Regions from separate parts of the Macaca mulatta genome. Here region 2 is linked to region 1. Evidence: chromatin contacts called from public Hi-C data. All regions are on one chromosome and are shown on one strand. Each heading gives the region's core, a stretch centred on a gene start, on an enhancer-like site or on the middle of the called end of the contact. The rest is flanking DNA. Distances are from core to core; before and after follow the strand shown.

What was found. Hi-C and Micro-C count contacts between places; a contact is called where the count stands out from the background.
Region 2: a contact with region 1 is called in a Hi-C map of cortical neurons, with 4 times the contacts expected there. The contact joins the promoter of ZNF432 here to the promoter of ZNF615 in region 1. A contact is called at or near these places in 2 of 14 Hi-C or Micro-C datasets (cortical neurons and liver).

The regions. Positions count from the first base shown.
Region 1 is chr19:64,205,916-64,210,269 of T2T-MMU8v2.0, reverse strand. It overlaps ZNF615 (zinc finger protein 615), which reads left to right and starts at 1,355. Exons shown (of 5, transcript XM_077981312.1): 1 at 1,355-1,828; 2 at 2,252-2,289. The coding sequence starts at 2,287.
Region 2 is chr19:64,252,765-64,257,680 of T2T-MMU8v2.0, reverse strand. It overlaps ZNF432 (zinc finger protein 432), which reads left to right and starts at 3,485. Exons shown (of 5, transcript XM_077981466.1): 1 at 3,485-3,725. LOC106994835 (a long non-coding RNA gene) reads right to left here and starts at 3,512. Exons shown (of 3, transcript XR_003725023.2): 1 at 3,076-3,512; 2 at 1-30.

The sequences.
Region 1 (4,354 bases), core at 106-2,605:
CAAGTTACAGTGAGTTGTGATCTCCCCAGGCACTCTAGACTGGGCAACAGAGTGGACCTTGCCTCAAAAGAGAGACCAAAAAGAAAAAAGAAAAAAAAAAAAATATATATCTCATATACCGACGATGAGAAGAAGGTGAGAATAGGAAATGGAACATGGACTTTAGTTTGATAATTTCTCTGTATATTCATATACTGGTATCTGTATCACACACACAAATTCACACAGGCATTTCCTTTCCCTTATTCTTCTAATACACGAGGTTTGGTTGGATTTATATTTACAGTTCAGCATTACCATGACTTTGCGGATACTATTCGCAGTTGGCACACGTAGTATAATATGATCTCTTTCTTAACCTTTCTTTTCTTTTTTCCTTCCCTCCGCCCCCCCCCCCCCCCCCCCCCAGAAGGAGTTTCCCTCCTGTTGCCCAGGCTGGAGTGCAAGGACGTCATCTCGGCCCACAGCAACCTCCGCCTCCTGGGTTCAAGCGATTCTCCTGCCTCAGCCTCCCGAGTAGCTGGGATTACATGCATGCACCACCATGCCTGGCTAAGTTTGTACTTTTAGTAGACAGGGTTTCTCCATGTTGGTCAGGCTCGTCTCGAACTCCCGACCTCGGGTGATCAGCCCACCTTGGCCTCCCAAAGTGCTGGGATTACAGACGTGAGCCACCGTGCCCGGCCTCTTATCCAACCTTTCTTTCTCCCTGAAGTGGTCCTGTTCCCTTAATTTCTGGCCACTTCTCCTGAGTCCTGCCCTCATATTTGGCTCCACCTGGGTCCCAGGCTCTCCCCTCCGCCTTGGGAACTATACTTTCTGGCTTTTACTGGCTTTTCCCCATGCCTTTCACCCAACATAAATTTGGCACGTTCCAACCGTTTTCATTACCTAGTCTGTGACTGCTACCCCTGTTCCGTCAGCGTAGCTAGCAGCCCTCTTCTGCGTTCAAAAGGCGCTTCAGGCCACTTTCTGCTAGAAATCCGGCCAAAGGGCGGACGCGTCCCTTCTTGGTCGGTTCTCCTTTTCCCTCACAAGGAACTGTTTCCTAACCTTTGTACAAAATGTAAACGTCGCGGCCATCTTAGCCTTCTAGTCAGCTGGTGAAAGGGATTTACCTCCACGCCATTTTTGTCTTGTGTAAACTGGAGGTTCTGTATATGGACCCGTATTTATGAAGGGTTGAGGTGCCAGGATATGGAACAGTTTCAGTGCCCTTTCATCTTCCCGGTCACCTCCGGTCACCAGCGCCAAAACGGCCCCTTTGCCTTGTGTACGTCAGATACTCAAAGATGGCGGCCGCCACGGCGACGAGGGCGCGGCCATGTTGCATCTGCGCAAACGCTGGGAACGCCTCCTACCTTCGGTAGGCAGTGAGGAGGCCGAGAGATGAGGCCAGAGCCGACCAAGTTCTGGGAAGTAAGTTCAGTCACTGGGCGGTCGCTGTGGTGACGGGGGGAGGAAATTCTGTCCGTGGCCGGGCGTGTTCGTTGACAGTGGTGATGGACCGGTGTCTGTCGGCGCCAGCGTTTGGCGACGCCAGTGGAATTCTTTCAGGAGCTTAGCGTGGGTGCGATTCCTATCGCAGGGGAACTATAAGGAGTCCGTGATAGGGTGTGTGTGTGTGTGTGTGTGTGAGAGAGAGAGAGATCCGGGTGCCTCTGGGACCAGTCACAGGGTCCTCGTGTGGTTTGTGGTTAAAGATCTCTAGAGATCAGCTACTGAGTGCCCAAGTCACATTCTGTTGTCTTTGCTGTTGTCCTTTGGCGGGGCTCAGTGATTGCGAACTGCAGGGTTTGTTTTCTCAGCGAATCGGTTTCTGGTTCAGGTTTGTTTGGGACTAAATGATTGAGGAACTGTCTTGGGGGTTAAGGTATGGAAGTTTCTGATCCAGGTTTTGGAATTAATCCGAGTGACGGTGGTGGTAGCGCTACAGATTCCGATGTGGGCTGCAACTCTGGAGGCCTGGGATCCATGGCAGGTGGTGGGTTGAGCCCCAGTCCTGGCTGCTGGAACAGAGTTGATGCTCGTTAGCATTCCCGTTCTGCCAAAGACCCTTCTCCACGACTGGTTTTTAAATCCCCTTTGGCACCCTCCATCACCCCTTGGTGATGAATCCTCGGAAATGGAAGTTTTTGGCGAGATCAATCATCTAGCATACCGAAAAGTAGTATGTTTTATATTTAAGATGCGGCTTCTACCCTTTGTCCTGCAAGTTACCAGTGTCTTCCTCTTGGATATTTCTTTTCAGGTTCTTTCTGACACAAGTAATATAACATCTCTGCCATGGTAAGCTCGGTTACTCAAAGACAACCTTTGTCAAATTTTTAGAATATTTCAGTTTTAGACGTGTATGTTATGTGCTTAATATTCATAATTCAGATAAATTACATAAATGGTACTATTTTCTTTTTCGCTTTATGTTATGTAATAAACATTTACAAGTTGTTTTTACTGTTTGAGCCGGTGGTACTATAAGTGCATTCACATTAAGTTTATGCATACGATTGGATAGAAGTGAAATGTTTTAAAATGTTTAGGTATCATTTTTAGGAACGTTTTATGGTTATCCATTTATCCACGAATTTTGTTTTTCCTGCCTTTAATCTTCAATCTAGACTATTACTTTTATTGCAGTGTATTGCTTTCTGACTCCCCTTTCCTTATAATTTATAACAAAAGATAAATTAATTTTAAATATTTACTTTATAATTGGTCATCTTACTTAATTCTTAGTATTACAGTATTTTTCTCTCTGCCTAACATATTTTTATGTGAAAATTTTTGAACCTATGGAAATATTGAAAGAAGTTTGAGGTTACTATCAGTATGTCTACCACCTAGCTTTTACCATTAACATTGTATTAGATCCGCTCTACTGGTTTTCTAAGTATTCATCCATTCCTCTGTTTGTGAATCATTCCTTATTTGTTGTTGATTTTGGTATATTTCAAAGTAAGTTACAGACATAAGTACCATTCCTCTAAATAATTCTGTATATGATCAATTAGAATTATTCTACTAATAGCCTTTTTTTTTTTTTTCTTTTGAGATAGAGTCTCACTGTGTCGCCCAGTCTGAAGTGCAGTGGTGCTGTCTCGGCTCACTGCAAGCTCTGCCTCCTGGGTTCATGCCATTCTCCTGCCTCAGCCTCCCAAGTAGCTAGGACTACAGGCACCCGCCACCATGCCCGGCCAATTTTTTTGTAATTTTAGTAGAGACAGAGTTTCACTGTGTTAGCCAGGATGGTCTTGATCTCCTGACCTTGTGATCCGCCCGCCTCGGCCTCCCGAAATGCTGGGATTACAGGCGTGAGCCACCATGCCTGGCCACTAATAGTCTTTTAATTGCTTTCTTTATTTACTTAATAAGGAAGCATCTGATTTACAGATAATTTTGGTTAGGTATAAAGTGGAGTAAAAGTGGATTTTGAAGTGAAACAAACCTGAATTTTCAGTCCTGATTCTGCTTCTTGCTCATTGTGTGATTGGCATAACTTGTGTCTCTTTCCTTGTTGGCCAAAAGAGGAGTTAAACATCTTTTCTCCACGGTTATTTCTGAGGATTATTTATGGTTTTGTCTTTTGTAAAATTTGTACATATATTCATTTTTTCTCTCCCTTTCTCCCGCCTTGTTTCTCTCTTTTTTCTGTTAATGAAAACATTTAAAGCCATAAACTTATATTACTGAGCTACCATCAGCGATTTTATTTTAAGTGTAGAATGCTAATATTTTTCGGACGTAAACCTGTGTTTTCCCCATGAAAAATCCAGTGAAGAAAGTAAAAATGGCCTGTCAGATAGCACACTTTTGCCAATATTACCTTTTCAGAAAGTTCTAGAAATGGGGTTTTGGGTTACCAGGGGTACCTTTACTGGCAATTTTCAATAGAATGTTAAATTATTCCCAGAATTATTCTGCTCTTAATACTGACTCTTGATCTGTATATGCTTTAGGAGGATATAAGATTTTTCTATTTAAATTTTGTATCCAGCCACCTGACTAACGGAATACAGACATTTTAAGCAAATACTGATAATTTGCCCCTTATATTCAAAAGTCATCTTTGATGATTTTTTATACCGCATTCTACTGAGTAGCATTCTAGACCCAAATTCTCAACTCTGCCATTGTAATGTGACAATAGTCTGAGACGAGATGTCATGGAATGCATCTAGCTGTGTTCCCATAAGACTTTATTGGTGGTTCAGGTCCTGGATACTATATTACTGACTGTTGATTTAGGTGACGATATGGCTTTTCTGCACTAATTCACAGTTGGGCAACTAGAGCCCATGGACTAAATCTCCCAGCGCCTGTTTCTGTTAATAAAGTTTTGTTGGGACTTGGCCAC
Region 2 (4,916 bases), core at 2,236-4,735, 45 kb before region 1:
AGGATTTTCTTCAGCTGGTTAATGTGGTACCTACGTGGGGATAGCAACGGTGAATAAATCAGGTTATCCTCATCCTGATGCATAGTATCCAACTGATAGAAATCTTAATTAAATATTGCTTCATTAGGGAGGCTGAGGGGGGGGGGTGGATCACTTGAGGTCAGGAGTTTGAGACCAGCCTGGCCAACATGGTGAAACCCCGTCTCTACAAAAAATACAAAAATTAGGCGTGATGGCACACGCCTGTAATCCCAGCAACTAGGGAGGCTGAGGCAGGAGAATCTCTTCAACCCAGGAGGTGGAGGTTGCAGTGAGCTGAGATCATGCCACTGCATGCCATCCTGGGTGACAGAAACTTCCATAGTTCCTGAAAATGACCAGAGGTGTGATTCAAAATAAGATTGATAGATAGATAGGCTGGGCGTGGTGGCTCACACCTGTACTCCCAGCATTTTGGGAGGCAGAAGCGAGTGGATCACCTGAGGTCAGGAGTTCAAGACCAATCTGGCCAACATGGTGAAACCCCGTCTCTACAAAAAATATAAGAATTAGTTGGGCATGATGGTAGGTGCCTATAATCCCAGCTACTGGGAAGGCTGAGGCAGAAGAATCACTTGAATGCGGGAGGCGGAGGTTGCAGTGAGCTGAGATCTCGCCATTGCACTCCAGCCTGGGCGACAGACTGAGACTCTGTCTCAAAAAACAAAAGTTGAGACGGAGTCTTGCTCAGTCACCCAGGCTGGAGTACAGTGGCACGATCTCGGCTTACTGCAAGCTCCCCCTCCCGGATTCATGCCATTCTCCTGCCTCAGCCTCCTGAGTAGCTGGGACTACAGGCGCCGGCCACCACACCCGGCTAATTTTTTTTTTTTTTTGTATTTTTAGTAGAGACGGGGTTTCACCATGTTAGCTAGGATGGTCTCAATCTCCTGACCTCGTAATTACAAGCGTGAGCCACCACGCCCGGCAATTCCTAACCTTTTTAAAAAGGGGATTTAATACTCTCTAAATCACAATAAATATAAGTGTTTAGGGTACATTCTTGGAAGAATTAATTGATCTGTATTAAAATGGAGAAGAATGTAAGTTGTTGGGGCAGGTAGGGCCATGAGAGAGATCAGCACAAGACCAGCAGGTGGGGCACTGCATAGGTAGAGGAGGAAGATATGAAAAGACTCACAGGTGAGGCATCCTAGAGGGGATGTGGAGAAAAAGTAATTATTACACTTGATCTTAGCCAAAAGGCCGAGAAGCGATAGAAAAAGTAATTATTATGAGAGGTTCTGAAGTTTTTTGCTCTTGAGTGCCCTGTTATCTCTGTTCCTGTCACTCTTACAGTATCTTCAAAAAAGGCCACATGTGTCACTGAGGTTTTTCTGTAAAAGTAAATTCTTTTGGAAATATCTGAGGGGATTTGAGCTTTATATCTGTACTTACATTAGGCAAAATCTAATTTTATGGAGAAGGCCAAGATGAATACAGAGGAGATACTGGTAGGTTAAACCCCTAGGAATTAGAACAAATTTCTGGGAAATCTTCAGCATTTCGAGGCTGCAGAAGTTATGTGGTAAAGGCAAGATCTTCGAAGAGAGAACCAGACCCAGCTAAAGCTGAGTTATATGTGAAATAAACAGAGTTTTCCCAAAGAATATCTTTTATAAGATGAGAGAAAGGAGATGAAGTAGAAGAGAGACTGAGTTAGTCCTTCAGGATCGGAATCTGATAGATTGGACACTAGAGGAAGTTTAATGTAACTTTTTTGTGCTATCTAGATCTAGTTTTTAGGCCCTGGCTAGGGGCCAGTTAGTTCCTTTTCTAGAGTGGCCAATTAAGTTCACAACACCGGCCACAAGTGAGCTTTACCTTGTGGTATTTACCTTGCCCTAATCCTATCCCCATATCCTCTGCTCCAAGGTAGCCTTGAAAAGCAACCACCTTTTAACAACAGTAACAGTGAATATCTGCACCCTAGCAGATTATCTGCACTTAAGGGGGTAGAAATGGCTCTGAAAATGGCAGAAATGGCTCTGAAACACCCAAAAGCCTCCATCCCCACAGAATTTTCACTACTAAATGTGTTGCAGCCTGAATAGGTCTATTCTCATAGTATTTCTCTATTTGACTTGACTCAGCTTTATCTATGTGAACACTCCTACCCATAGGGCACTTGTCAAAAACAATCAGTGGCAATTGTTTAACACTAGAGTGTTTAGAGGAGTGACAGTGTGTGTCTGTGTGACAGATGGAAGTAGTAAGAGTGTACAGGGGAAAGGGGCCATAGGCATAAGATGATGGAACAAAGCCTGGAGTGTGGGGTATAGAGAGTGTAGGGGAAGGGAGAAGGCAGACAGGTAAAAGGAAAAAGAATGTTAAGTGTTGTTCAGCCTCAAGACTGACATGATGAAAATACCTTTATTGTGGTTTTTGTAAATTAGAACACATGCTTTATTATTAAAAAGAAAACACACAATTGAAAATGTTGACATTTTCATCCTTGCGTCTTCTAAAAAAACGTCACAAGGCATAACTTGTGGTAATAATTCTGTAGATATATGGACAATTTTAAAAAATAGTATTTTTTCATTGCAAAATATTCATTAGTGTCATATCATAGGCAGATCTCCAACTCCAGAATAATTCCCATGGTTATATTATGTTACATGGCAAAAAGGACTCTGCACTGTAATTATTAATCAGCTGCCTTCAGCATTGGGAGATTATTCTGGATTGCCCAAGCACTTAATAATAGGAGAAACCGGAGAGATGCGATAGTCAGAGGTTTCAAACATGAAAGGGATTTGACAATACTATTGTTGGCTTTAAAGATTCCTATCTTTAAAGGAGTGGGGGCAAGGAAACTGTGTGAAGGAAATTAATCTGCCAACCTAAATAATTCTAGAAAACGATCCATTTCCAGAGTCAAGAACAAAGCCAGGTGGTTTTGTTCTTCTAAAGACAATTCCACGGGCCAGTTCCACCGCAAGCTTCCCAGAGAGCATTCGTTCTGCCCTACGGACACCGAACTTCCCCTAAGATGGCCGCCCCCACAGTACTCCCGCCTGACGGCGCGGTTACCTGCAACGCACCGCTCGCTTATTTTTTGTTCTAATCCCGCTTGATTCAGTTTTTATACGGCCTCTAAAACGCTTCGCATTTAGAATAGTGATTGAGGTGCCCAGAGGTGACTTTAATTTTCCATTGAGTTGAGACGCCACAGCCATCAAGACCGTTAAGAACTGATGCCGCGCCTTTGTGGTAATAATGGGTTCCGGCCTTTGAGAAGTTTGCGCCGTTCACTAGCCCCTGCAAGGAGAAGATCAACTTATTCTGTTCCCTGTCTGTTCAGAGGACTTTACCCACACGCCATATCTGTCTGTGTGAACTCAAGCCTCTGATAATCTCTCCATTTTTCTGCCACGGCTGACGTGCCTGGAAATCGGACAGTTTTAAGAGGCCTCTGTCCACAGCGTCTCGCGGCTCCTGTGCCGTCTGTACGTCACGTACTCAAAGATGGCCGCCCCCAGAGCGGCGAGGCGACTCCGGCGCGGATGCTTCTTCTGAGGAAAAGCCGGAAGGCCGCATTCCGCTCTCCATGGAAACGCGGGTGACCGTCCCTTGAGGTTTAGTGGGGAGGGAGCTGGGCGAGGGGCCCAGAAGTGGAAGAACTTTAGGGAAGTAAGTTCAGTCTTTAAGAAGTCGCAGCGATTCCAGGGAGAGTAAGGTCAGTGTGTGGGTCAGGACGTGGAAACGCGGTGGGAGGGAGCATTCTGAGGGCGTCTGCGTTGTTGGCGGCGCTGTAAGGTGTAGGTAGCGCGGCAGTGTGGGGGAGGCGGGGGCGGGTGTTTTCTTTTGGAGGGGAGCTGGTAGGAGTCCCTGGTGGGTGTCTGTGATGGGATATCTTTGGGGGTCCCTCATGGAGGCTCTGGTGGTCAGTGATTAAAGGCCTGAGTAGATCTACGACCAAGAGTCCTGAGATCAGGGATTGTGGTCCTCGCGGGTCACTCCCCTGTGGGGCTCAGTGATTGAGAATCGGTGGGGTGGCTTTTTCAACTAATGTGACTTCTGTTTCACATTCTGGATTAATCTGAGGTTCAGTGATCGAGGAATCATTAAGGGAAGCCAGTGTACATGTGTATCTACTCCAGGTTTTCGTATTAATCTGGCGGGGTGGTGGCCTTTTGTGTAGAGACAAGTGAAAACTGAAGTATTTTCACAAGAGCCCTGGCAGGGTCTGTGTGTGTGTGTTGAGCTCAAACTTTGGCTGCTGGAACAGACTTGATGAACGTTAACATTTCCTAAAAGTTTCAGGTCCGAGTACCTCCTGCACGATGAGTTTTCTAATCCTCTGGCTTTCCACGACAACCCATGCTCTTGAACCTGCAGAAAATGAAAGTTTTGTTGGGGGGGCAGAGAGGGTGCGGATGAATAAGCTTTCTATTTACAGTATTTTTTTTATTACTGCTGCACAAATTAATAAGAGCCTATTTTTATCCTTCCTCTTGCAAATGTACTGCATATTTTTTATGGGTGTTTCAGGTTTTGTATGTTCGTATATAAAGGCGGCTATTTTCCCAGTATTTATATTTTTGAATTGTTTTCTAAATTTGTACTTATACCTCGTATTCCTTCTCTCTGTCTCCCTCTTTTTTTTTGATGTGTTTCTTGTTCTTCATATTGAAGTGTGTGTATAAACACTTTTTTTTTTTGAGATGGAGTCCTGCTCTTTTCGCCCAGGCTTGAGTGCAATGGCTGGGCTCACTGCAACCTTCGCCTCCTAAGTTCAAGCCATTCTCCTGCCTCAGTCTCCGAGTAGCTGGGATTACAGGTGCCCGCCATCACACCCGGCTAATTTTTTGTATTTTTAGTAGAGACAGTGTTTCGCCATGTTGACCAGGCTGGTCTTGAACTCCTGACCT